Regions from separate parts of the Sus scrofa genome. Here region 2 is linked to region 1. Evidence: chromatin contacts called from public HiChIP or PLAC-seq data. All regions are on one chromosome and are shown on one strand. Each heading gives the region's core, a stretch centred on a gene start, on an enhancer-like site or on the middle of the called end of the contact. The rest is flanking DNA. Distances are from core to core; before and after follow the strand shown.

Region 1 (5,694 bases), core at 2,843-5,342:
CTGAGTCAAGTGAACAAGAGAGGGAGATGAGGTCGTCTTGATGTGTGGCTCCCAGGCAGACCCCCATGGGGATCCCAACATTTCCTGGGGCTCCTCCAGCACTCCCAAATGGGGGCCTGATTTCCACCCGCGCTCTTACCCTGGGCAGGAGGCATACCCACCTGGAAGGGGATTTGCAGGTTAATTGCTTCTCCCACCTGACGGATATAGGTCTGACGAAGGTGGCGGGGAACACGGATCTTGGGGGCCTCTGTATTAAAGTAAGGGTCTAGGCTTAGCACAGTGGGGTGGGCGAGGGGGCTGCTGATTGGGGGCTTCTCTGGCAGGGGTAGGAGACAGCTGGTGAAGACTGCTGGCTGTGCAGGAGGGCTCCTGTGTGTGCTCTGAGGCTGCCTCCTTGTGGGAAAGGCAAAGTTCATGCCCCAGTTCCAGGGGCCCAAATCCCCTAAGGCCCTTGGGGAGTTGAGTGCCAGGAGGTTCCAGGAGGGCAGGGCCTCCACGGTGTGAACTGGTAGGCATCCTGGGCACTCCCTTGGCGCCACGACCCTGCCAGGCTGGGATTTGCCTTGCAGCCCAGGCATTCCTGGGCTCCAGATGGGCCCTGGCTGGCTCTCTGGCTCCCCCTAGTGGGAAGCAGGTGCTGCACCTGTCGCCTTGCATTCCTAGGAAGGATGACAGTGCTGTCTTTTCTCCCCCTGCCTTGTACCAGCTCAGGCCTTCAGAGAAGCCCCAGTGAGACCCATTTGCCCATTGCTGTCTCCAAGCCATATGGGAGGCTTGGGATATTTCCCTTTCTGAATGAAACCAGAGTAGACATACCCCCTTCCTTCTCTGTTCCCCCTCCCAGTACCTTTCAGTCTGATGGTTGGGAAGTCCTTCCTGACACCTTACTTCAGCCTTATGCTACAGTAGAGAACCACTTTCCTGACCATCACCAGATGCAACCGCTGAGGCTGTGAGCCTTCCAAGGGAAGCTGCAACAACCATGCCACCATCCCCCTGGGCGGGGGCAGGGGTGGTAGTGGCTGAGGCTCCTCGGTAGCAAACAGGTGGCAGCAGTTGGTCCGTGGCACACAGGGTGGAGAGGGAGGAGACAGTAAGAAGGAACACTGTGTCTCTGAGGATTAGCTGTGCAGGCACTTGGCCTGGGAGCATCAGGCCTGGAATGTTCCAGGGGCAGCTGCAGGGGGCCAGGCATGCTTGGCAGCTCCAGGTGGCTGTGGAGGGACAGCTGAGTAGCTGTGGATTCTGGACAGGGTCCCCACCCTTCCCTGCCCATGAGGAGGCCCTGCTGCTCCCTGTTTATTCATGGCCTCCTTCCCCTCTTCTCTCCAGGAAATCCCCTTCTCTCCTGCCAGAGGAATTTTAATGGAGTAGTGGGTGCTGAGTCTGGCTGGCTCCTTCAATGAAGGCTCTCAGAAACCTGCTCTCTACAGGCTCCCAGGGTCTGAGCTCCCCGGGCTCCCAGAGAAAGTCAAGGATGCATCTGCCCCAGCCAGGAGGGCTTCCTGGCACCTCCAGGCTAAAGTCAATGTGTCCATATTGAGCTGTCAAGAGGGGCCAGGTCTCACCCAGACTCAAAAAGTGCGAATGTCCTCTGGTTTTGAAAACCACTAGAGAAGACTCCCTGCTTACTGGTGGGACATGAGGGGCCTGTGTGGGAGTCAGGTTCTGAGGCCCCGTTAGTATGTTGGGTGACCTCCAAGGAGTCCTGGGGTGCCTTGGGACCTCCTTGGCTTGGATTGACTGGCCATGACAATCTACACTTCTACATTCTCTAGCCCTGTGGTTCCCACATCTCCAAGGCCTTAGGATTGAGAAGTATTTCCTTGAATCCAAACTTCACCCTTTTGTGGCTGTGAAGCCCCCTCTTTCTAGAAACCCTGTCCAGGACTATGGGGTCCCACTCTGGGAGACACAGGGGGCAACAAGGAGGAAGGTGGACAAGGCCTCAGGCCACCTGCTGGCCTATATCTCTCATCACCCTGGGGCTCTGGGCTGTCCCCAGAGACCTCAGATCAGACCAAATGACTCACTGCCATTAACAGACTGAAACCTGATCAGCCCTGGGACGGGAGCAAGGGTAGGCTTGAGGCTAATGCACCCTACAAATAGAAATCTTTGCAAGGGGACAGCAGCTGGCTTCCCAGGTTCCCAGTATGGCACTGGCCTCTGGGGATGGAGAAACTTTCACGGGCCTTTTGCAGGCATGCGTCTTCCTCCACTAGGGATGTGGTGCAGCAAGAGGCAAGGAAACACCTCTTTGTTTCAAAATTTGGGGGAGAATCTGGAACCCAAGCACTATGAAATGAGCTTCCGTGGTCTCTGATGGGATTAAGATTGGATAGGAGGAAGAACTGAATGACTCTAAGCACTGGGACCCTGAGGCAGGTGACCTGGGGAGCTTGAGCTTTCATTTCTGAGGGTCAAGAAGCCCTTCTCCCAACTCTTGGGGGCAGGGCCACTCAGGGAAATGGCCTCTTTGACCTCCAGAGGCCCCTTGCTGCTGAGGAACCTGGAGTTCTCTTGAGGCAAGATGGTGATAGCAGGTGGCTTGTGCACGTGAGTGTGGGATGGGGGAGAGGGCTGCCCTGCTCGCTTTGCCCATTGGCTTCAGTTTCTCCACCCATTAGACAAGGATCCTGGCAGTGGGGCGGGGGTAGGGGTGCGGTGCAAGAAGATGAAGGGATGAGCTTTACCAATGGTCTCTTGGATGTGGACAGGCTGATCCAGCACAGCCGGTGGGCCAGCCCCTGCAGAGCTCACCGCAGTCACACGCACGAAGAACTTGTCACCCAGAGCCAGGTTCCGCACGGTCTGCTGGGTCACCATCATGGGCCGGGTGTTCACAGGCACCCACTCCAAGGCTGAGGGAAATGAAGAGAGTGCATGGCCATGGCTCCATGGCCGTGGGCACCCTTCTCAGTGCAGCCACCCTTCTCAATGGTGATCGGAGGAAGCTGAAGTTTTGGAGCCTGCATTTCCCAACGCTCTCCCTCCCTGCCTCTTATTGTTAAATTGCATCAAAGACACCTGATGTTAGAGCCCTCAAGTGGTGACCAGAGAGAGTTGGACACATCTGCCAAGTCACACAGCAAGCTAGGGGCAAAGGCAGAGGCCAGGCTGAGCTTGACTGTCATGGAGATGGACAGCAGGACAGTGGCATCAGGAATTTGGCCAGAGACCCCGCCGCTGCCTATTTCTCTTCACTGTCTCCTCCTCTGACTTAGCCCTCCCCCTCAGTTTCTCTGCTCTCAGCCTTCTGCTTGCCCTCCCCAAGCAGTGTCCTGTGAGACTTAGCACAGCCTTCGTTCTCACGGAGCTGTGCCCCGGTGTCCCCAACTCTTCTTTCGGGAGCTCAAGGACAAGGGGCCTCCTTAGGTGGTTTGGACATCTTCCTGCTCTCAGAGGGGCATTGGTGGAGCAAGAAGCCTTGGGTGAGTGGGTTGAAAGCATTGCTTCTCCCATCCCTCCTCCTGGACTGACCCAACTGCAGAACTGGGGGCTTGTCCCTGCTGCCCTCCAATCCCCCCTCCCTGCGTGTATTCAGGGCTCAGCCCAGAGCTCACCTCCCTCTCGGCGGAGTTCCAGCACGTAGCCCTGGAAACCCAGCTTCCCTAGCCACTCCGGGGGCTCCCAGCTCACAGTCACCGAGCTATCACCCACGTCCTCCACGGCCAGCAGCAGCGGGGCACTGGGGACATCTGAGGGAGAAGCAGGGGAAGGGGAAGAGGTTCATGGCCAAAAGCTCTCCACCCACCACTCCCTGCCATGCCTGCCACCCTCCTCCACCTGTCCCCCCTCTTGTCACCTTCACTCCGAGGTGCTGGTTTACTGGCTGCTGGGGCATCGGGGGCAGGTACATGAGGGGCAGGTTCCTGTGGCTTGGGAGTCTGCTCTTCCCCCGTAGACTTCGGAGCTGCCACTTCTCCAGAGGGCTCTGTGGCGGGCACATTTGCAGATTCAGAGGCAGTCTCCTCTGGACCACAGTCGGGGGCCTCCAAGGTGGCTTTTCCTGTCATTGCTGGGGCTGGCTGAGGGGTCAGGCTGGAGTGTGCAGGGATTAGCAGTGGAGGGTCTGTGCTTCCAGGGTGCCTGGGACACCTAGGTCCAGGCATATATAGTCAGGGGGGCTGCCCCACCCCCAAGCAAGTGATTCCCAGCTGTGGGGTCAGGTCAGGCAGGGGGACCAGAGCGTGGGAGGAGCCTAAGCCAGGAATAGCTCTGGGGGAGGAACTGTAAGGGTCCCTTGAGGAGCACGGGACCTTGTCCATCACCCTGATTGGATCTCAGTAGCTGGGGTTCTGGTGCCCAGATGGGAGGAGGGTACAGATGGGTGAGATGGGACTTGCCGGGAGCCTGTGCCAGGGGTCAGGGCATTTGGGAACAAGAGCTTTCATCTGGAGAATAAACCCAGATCAAGCTCTGCATGTTTGGCTTCTGTGGGGCCCTTGTGCTCAAGGCTTCTCAGCTTGGGTGCTGGGGTCCAGACAGCCTGAAACAGGCTTCCCCAGAGAGCACTCCCTGCTTTGTTGCCAGGGAATTCCCACAATTCCCTGGTCCTCACGTTCCCAAGGAGCTTCACCTGTGCTGTGTGAGGTTGAGGGCCAAGAAAAGGAGGGCATTGGGATGCCTGAGGCGGGGATGATTGGAGGAGGATCTTAGGGCAATGGGACCCCAGGAAGGGAAACTAAGTCCCCTGGTCACCCAGCCTCCCCAACCCCTGGCCTGGCCCTTGGTCTCCCTCTCTGCTAAAGACAGCACCGTGAGAATCCCCCACCTAGCCCTTGAGGGTGGAATAAAGTCGTAAGGAAGATCTGGAAGAGAACTTGGAGGAGGACAGCACTCTGAGACTTCTAGAGGCTTCAAAGCAGGGCATGGCATGGACACGTACATGCCATGGGGAAAATGAGGCAGGCAGGACCAAATTGCTAGTCATTGAGTCATTCATCCAGTAAAACGTTAAGACTGGTGATGATTTAATAACCCTGAAAATAACATGTGTTAGGGAGGAGGGGGAGGAACGAGAACACCCATTGCTGGTGGGAGTGTAGATGGGAGCATTCTCTTTGGACAAAAGTGGGTGAGCATCTGGTCAAGTTGAAAATGTTCAAACTCTATGGCCCACCCCAGAAACCCTCACACCTGCACCCCAGGAGACACACATGCCAATGCTGACAGCAGTGTTGTCTGCAGTCGCCAAATCTGGAGAAAGCAGCCCTCCCTCAACAAGGGGATCCATAATTAACTGTGCAGTGTCTCTGCACCTAGAAACCAAAACTAGAATAAAAGCTTCAGCTACACGGGTGATCTAACAGACATAATGGGGAGCAAAAGGAGCTGGACACACAGAGTGGTGTGATTCCCACTCGTGTTCAATTCACACACAGGCGGCACCAGCTCTCTTCTTCAAGGGGCATCTCTACAAAAGAAGACAGGGAGAGTCAGGAGAGTGCTGGCCTCTGGGGGCAGCGACGGGGATGTATGTGATTGGAGCTCAGGGCCACTAATGAGGTCTTGATTCCTGTCCTGCGTAATGGTTACACAGGCTTTCACTATAAAGGAATTCTTTCAATTAAATAAATACATTTTATGCACTCTTCAGCATGGATGATATAGCTCACAACTGAAAAATAAATACACATGGAATTTATTTAGGGTCCTCAGCCACACATACCTTCTCCCCCTTCCCTG
Region 2 (5,420 bases), core at 2,856-5,355, 44 kb after region 1:
AACAACCTAAATGTCCATTGACAGAGAAGTGGAACAAGAAGCTGTGGTACATGTATGCAATGGAATATTACTCAGCCATTAAAAGGAATGAAATAATGGCAATTGTAGCAATATGGATGGACATAGAAATAATCATGCTAAGTGAAGTCAGTCAGACAATGAAACACCAACATCAAATGCTATCACTTACATGTGGAATCTACAAAAAGGACACAAAGAACTTCTTTGCAGAACAGATACTGACTCACAGACTTTGAAAAACTTATGGTTTCCAAATGAGACAGGTTGTAGGGTGGGAGGATGCACTGAGGGTTTGAAATGGAAATGCCTTAAAATTTGTTTGTGATGATTTTTGTACACACTATAAATGTAATAAAATTCATTAAGTAATAATAAAAAAAAAGGCCCATTTCAGTGCCGGCACCTCTATCTGTTAGAGCTCTCACCAACTACCCAACCAAAGAGCATTTCTCCTTCCTTTGCACACATTTGCTCTACTTTCATTGCTTATGGCTCATTTACTCTTGAATTATAATCATTCATGGGCATGCTTATTGCCCCTTCTAGACTCTATAAACTCCAGGAGAATAAGCCTTGAGTTTAGAGTCAAATCTCCTTTCTCTTCATCCACAGTTTCATCAAAGAGCATGAACAGGTCTATAGAATGGATGTTTGTTTTGCTTTTTGTTTGTTTGTTTTGGCTTTTTAGGGCTGCACTTGTGGCATATGGAGGCTCCCAGGCTAGGGGTCGAATCAGAGCTGTAGCTTCCAGCCTACACCACAGCAACACAGATCTGAGCCATGTTTGCAACCTATACCACAGCTCATGGCAACAGCGGACCCTTAACCCACTGAACAAGGCCAGGGATCAAATCCACATCCTCATGGATACTAGTCTGGTTCATTACTGTTGAGCCACAATGGGAACGGGAACTCCAAGTTTTGGTCAAAGTTGTAGTGGATGGAACATGAACTGATGTGGGAAATGCAGCCTAGGGCTTGATTTTATTGGTTCTCTGTGAAAATGCACCTCTCTGCTAAGAAGAGAGTCTATAAAGGGATAGAGAGCAATTTATTCATCCATCCATCCATCCAATCCTTCACCCATACATTTATTCAACAAACACTTATTAAGTATCTATGTACCAGAAAAAATGTTAGATGCTGGAGATATAGTACTAAGACTGATAAGTTCTTTCTTATGTGAGGATTCTGTTCTAGCACAGAAAGACAGATGATAAAGAAAACATCATGGAATTGTAAGTTCCATGATAAAAATAAGTCAGAATGATGTGGTAGTGTGACTGGGAAGTGTTTAAAAAGTCTTTTTCAAGAACAATACTTAAGGAGAGACCTGAAGGCTGAGCGTGGGTGGCCACAGGAAGGTCTGGGCATGAGCGGGTGCTGAAGGGAGAAACACAAAGCTTTGAGGTTGGGGAAGATGGAGAGAGAGATAGGATGAGTTTAATGGGTGCAAGGAATGAAAGGAAGGGAAGAGTGAATGGGTCATGGGGAAAAGGGGGGTGATGAACAAAGATAAGCAACAGTTCAATTGGGAGGTAAATGGTAATACAGCCAAAGAGAGATGGCATGGTGGATAGAGCTTTGGGCCAAGGTATGAATATGAGTCCTGATTCTAATTATGAAGAGTGTGTGAACTCAGGCAACTTTTCTGGGTCTTAGTTTCTCTATTTATAAGATATTGAAATTTTAGGAGTTCCCGTCATGGCTCAGTGGTTAACTGAATCTGACTAGGAACCGTGAGGTTGCGGGTTTGATCCCTGGCCTTGCTAAGTGGGTTAAGGATCCGGCATTGCCATGAGCTGTAGTGTAGGTTGCAGATGTGACTCAGATCCCGCATTGCTGTGGCTCTGGCATAGGCCTGTGGCTATAGCTCCAATTAGACCTCTAGCCTGGGAACCTCCATATGCCACGGGAGCAGCTCTAGAAAAGACAAAAAGCCAAAAAAAAAAAAAAATTGAAATTTTAGAGTTTTTGTGAAGATTAAATGATGTAATAGAAATAAGCACCTACCATGTTTACTCTTTATAAATGGTAACCTATGTGCAGGTAAAAACCCAAAGACCAGCATTACTAGGTTAGGGATGACCAGGAACACAAAGTCCAGAAGATGCGAGTTAGCAGCTGTCCTCGTGAGCCTTCCTCGCTCTCTCCTAACTTCATCTCTCTTTCTCCCTAAGCTTTCTCCTTCATCTTTTTTCTTAACTTTTTATCTTTCTTTTCTCCCATCACAAATTCCTTGCTTTTGCTTTCCTTCACATTATTTCAAGTTGCAGTGTCTCAACTGTCCAAAACTTGGAATGAAGACATACTTTAAAGTATTGACTATTTAATACAATCTTGTCTTCCTTTTAAAGTCAGGTATGTTTAATTCTCTCTCTTTTTTTTTTTTTTTTTTTTTGGCTTTTGGCCTTTTTGCCTTTTCTAGGGCCACTCCCGCGGCATATGGAGGTTCCCAGGCTAGGGGTTGAATCGGAGCTGTAGCCGCCGGCCTACACCGGAGCCACAGCAACGCGGGATCTGAGCCGAGTCTGTGACCTACACCACAGCTCACGGCAACACCAGATCCTTAACCCACTGAGCAAGGCCAGGGATTGAACCCGCAACCTCATGGTTCTTAGTCGGATTTGTTAACCACTGAGCCATGATGGGAACTCCAGGTATGTTTAATTCTTATACATTCTCCTAGTTAAAAAGAAGGAGGAGCAGCATCCACACCTAAATTAGGTAATTTTATATGATTATATGACCCTTGGGTGGATTTTTCTTTCCATTGAGGTCACTGTCTCTTAATAGAAAATGGCTCCTACATACTGGATTAAGGGATTGGAAAGAGATTGTCTCAAGGCATTTGAGGACTGGTGTGCCGAAAGATCTCTCCACCTCTGGGGAATGGAGGTCTGGATGCCCGCCAAAGGCCAGTGACCTCTGAATCACTCCACGGATGCTCTGGAACACAGCCAGAGTGCCATGCTCAGCTGCTGGCTGGCTTTGGCCCTGTGGCTGCCCCTGCAGATGTGAAAGAGATAGGAAGGCAGGGATAGGAGATAGGAAGGCAGGGAAGGCCTGGCTGGAGTCTGCTAATGAAGGTGGAGGCTCGAATAATGCGTAAAGACAGACTCTGGCAAAAAAAGGCCCCGCCCCAATGCAGCAGCTCCCATGGCCTGGCCAAGAACGCACAAGTTTCCCGTGCATGTGTGTGCATGTGCTTGTGTGTGTGTGTGAGAAAAACAGACAGAGAGACAGAAGTGGAGGAGGGAGCCACAGAGCCTGCCTCCCATATTCAGCTCAAGACTTATATTGAAAGAAGCTTTGGAATTCCCTTGTGGCTAAGCAGGTTAAGGATCTGGTTTTGTCACTGCAGTGGCTCAGGTCACTGGCGTGGCGCAGGTTCGATCCCTGGACTGGGAACTTCCACATGCTGTTGGTGTTACAAAAATGGGGCGGGGAGGGGAGGAAAGAAAGGGGTCTTTCAGTTGGGAGAGCAGGATGAAGGGACAATACTTAGGCGAAATGGAGGCTCCAGTCCTCCCCTGCTTTCCTGTTTCCTGGGAAGGGGTGCTCAGTGGTGACTAGCTGGGACCAGTAGGTCAAACCTGCCCACTGTAAAGTGACACTGAGGACTCAGAATGAGAAGTGACTTGCCCAAGGCTACACAGGGAGGTAAAGGTCTAGTATACTCTCTACCTTATCAAGTCACTTTCGGGTCTGGGTGACAGTGGTAGGAATATGATGGGGTGACCATCTCTCTGTACTCTGACTTTAGGCATCCTAGATGTCCAGCCTCAAGTCCTGCCCTGGCTCATATTACAGAATCTGAGCCCCTCATATGTGAGGTCTGCCTTTCAGTGGGGCAGGGCTGAGTGAAGAGCCCTGGGTTGTACTCTGAAAGGCAGCCCCTGACTTACGCATGGACACAGATAAGCCCCATGCGGCAAATCAAGAGCTAACTTTAAATAGGGTGAAGGTTTCCATCCCTTCACCAAATAAGGTCATATAAACAATTGCTACAGCTCAAGGATCTCAAATTTAACAGTCGGAAGGAGCTTAGGGAATGTGGTCTGGGCTGCTTTAGACATGTCTAGCTCCTCACTACCCCAGCTGCTCTGCTTCAGAGGAAGATCAGGGGCAAGTCATGGTCATGATGAAGGTTATGGGCAGTGAGTCCTTCTGCTCTTTCCCTCCAGATGCCTCCCCTTCTGTGTCCCTTCTTGGCATGTGGACTCCAAAAAAATGAAGGAGCTGAGGGGGTGGGAGGACTGGAAGAGTGTCCTCAGCTAAGCCTGGGCTCCTGGCTGCTTGGCGTTGTCAGTTTATTATTGGCCTGGGCAACAGCTGGGAATGGCAAGGACATTGTGAAGGAGGGAGTGGGGCGCTGGGGCCATCCTAAGCTCCCCAGATCTCTCAGGCCATATGGCAGGGGCCAAGAAGGAGAGGAGGAATGCCAGGAGTGCCTGGATGTGCTCTTCTCCCCACTCCCATGCTGAACAAAGTGAGGCTAAGCCCAAGAGGAATTCAACAGTGAGCCTTCAAAGATGGTGTTTTTCTACTTGAGATGTATTTTTAAAACATTTTTTTTTGCCTGAATGACTGAAATAATATTTGGCTTAATTAATTCATTTATGACTGGCTATCTTCCCTGATCGTGGGGAAATGGGTTTTATCTCTATCAGAAGATGACAGAAGGAGCTCTAGGAGTGCTTGTTAGCGGTGAAGATGCTTAGAAAAAGTAGCTGCCTGGACAGCATGATGTGGCAAGGCATTGAATGTGGTGCTCAGGGGACCCTTGAGCAGCTCCCCACTCCTGCCATAGCCTCCACCAGCCTCTCAGAGGCAGCTCCATCTAAAATGCTTTGCCATCCTTTTCCCTTTTATATCTCTTTTATCTGTCATTGTGCTGGTCGTACCCTTGTGAAGGGCCAGCTCCTCTCCTCTCTCCCCACCTGTCCCCATCCGCAGCTGCCTGCCTGGGTCCCATCCCCAAAACTAGCTTCAGTGATTGCATGGCAAGATGGACCATTAGCTTAGATGGAGATTTTCTTCTAATAAAATGACCAAGATTCAACCAAAAGCTTCAAAGACCATTTGGATTACTCTGTCCAAGATACTGTGTATACAGGCCCTTCTGGCACATTTTGGCCCGTTTAGGCCTCAGTTGTGGTCTCTGAACTGGGTTAGAATCAGTCTTCGGTTTAAATACCTATAAGGCGAGGGTAATAATTGTCTCTACCTCATCTGGCAAATGAGCACTTAGCAGGGTCTGGATTCTCCTTTTAATGCCGATGGCTGTGAGCAGAGCCCTCAAGGCAGGGGAATGCTCTTCTCTGCTGCCATCTAGTGTGCATCTTGGGAGTAACACCTGAGTGGAGGTCACAAGGAAAAGCCTAAAGGCTTCTTTT

The links. HiChIP or PLAC-seq counts read pairs in DNA pulled down with a chosen protein or histone mark.
Region 2: an H3K27ac HiChIP or PLAC-seq map of skeletal muscle shows a contact between it and region 1. The contact joins the enhancer-like site here to the promoter of MYBPH in region 1. A contact is called at or near these places in 19 of 47 Hi-C or Micro-C datasets (adipocytes, alveolar macrophages, blood and 9 more) and 2 of 2 datasets of contacts at active chromatin or transcription factors (alveolar macrophages and skeletal muscle).

What each region holds. Positions count from the first base shown.
Region 1 is chr9:113,878,403-113,884,096 of Sscrofa11.1, forward strand. It overlaps MYBPH (myosin binding protein H), which reads right to left and starts at 4,093. Exons shown (of 10, transcript NM_001033014.1): 1 at 3,812-4,093; 2 at 3,570-3,704; 3 at 2,700-2,867; 4 at 162-250. The coding sequence starts at 4,022.
Region 2 is chr9:113,922,031-113,927,450 of Sscrofa11.1, forward strand. No RefSeq gene overlaps it. Among named protein-coding and RNA genes, the nearest start is that of CHIT1, 17 kb to the right of the region's middle. Within about 2 kb of position 4,106, at least 17 of the 83 cell types and tissues checked have an H3K27ac peak or open chromatin away from gene starts, as enhancers often do. A contact at or near this core is called in alveolar macrophages, fetal skeletal muscle and skeletal muscle, where this site is marked.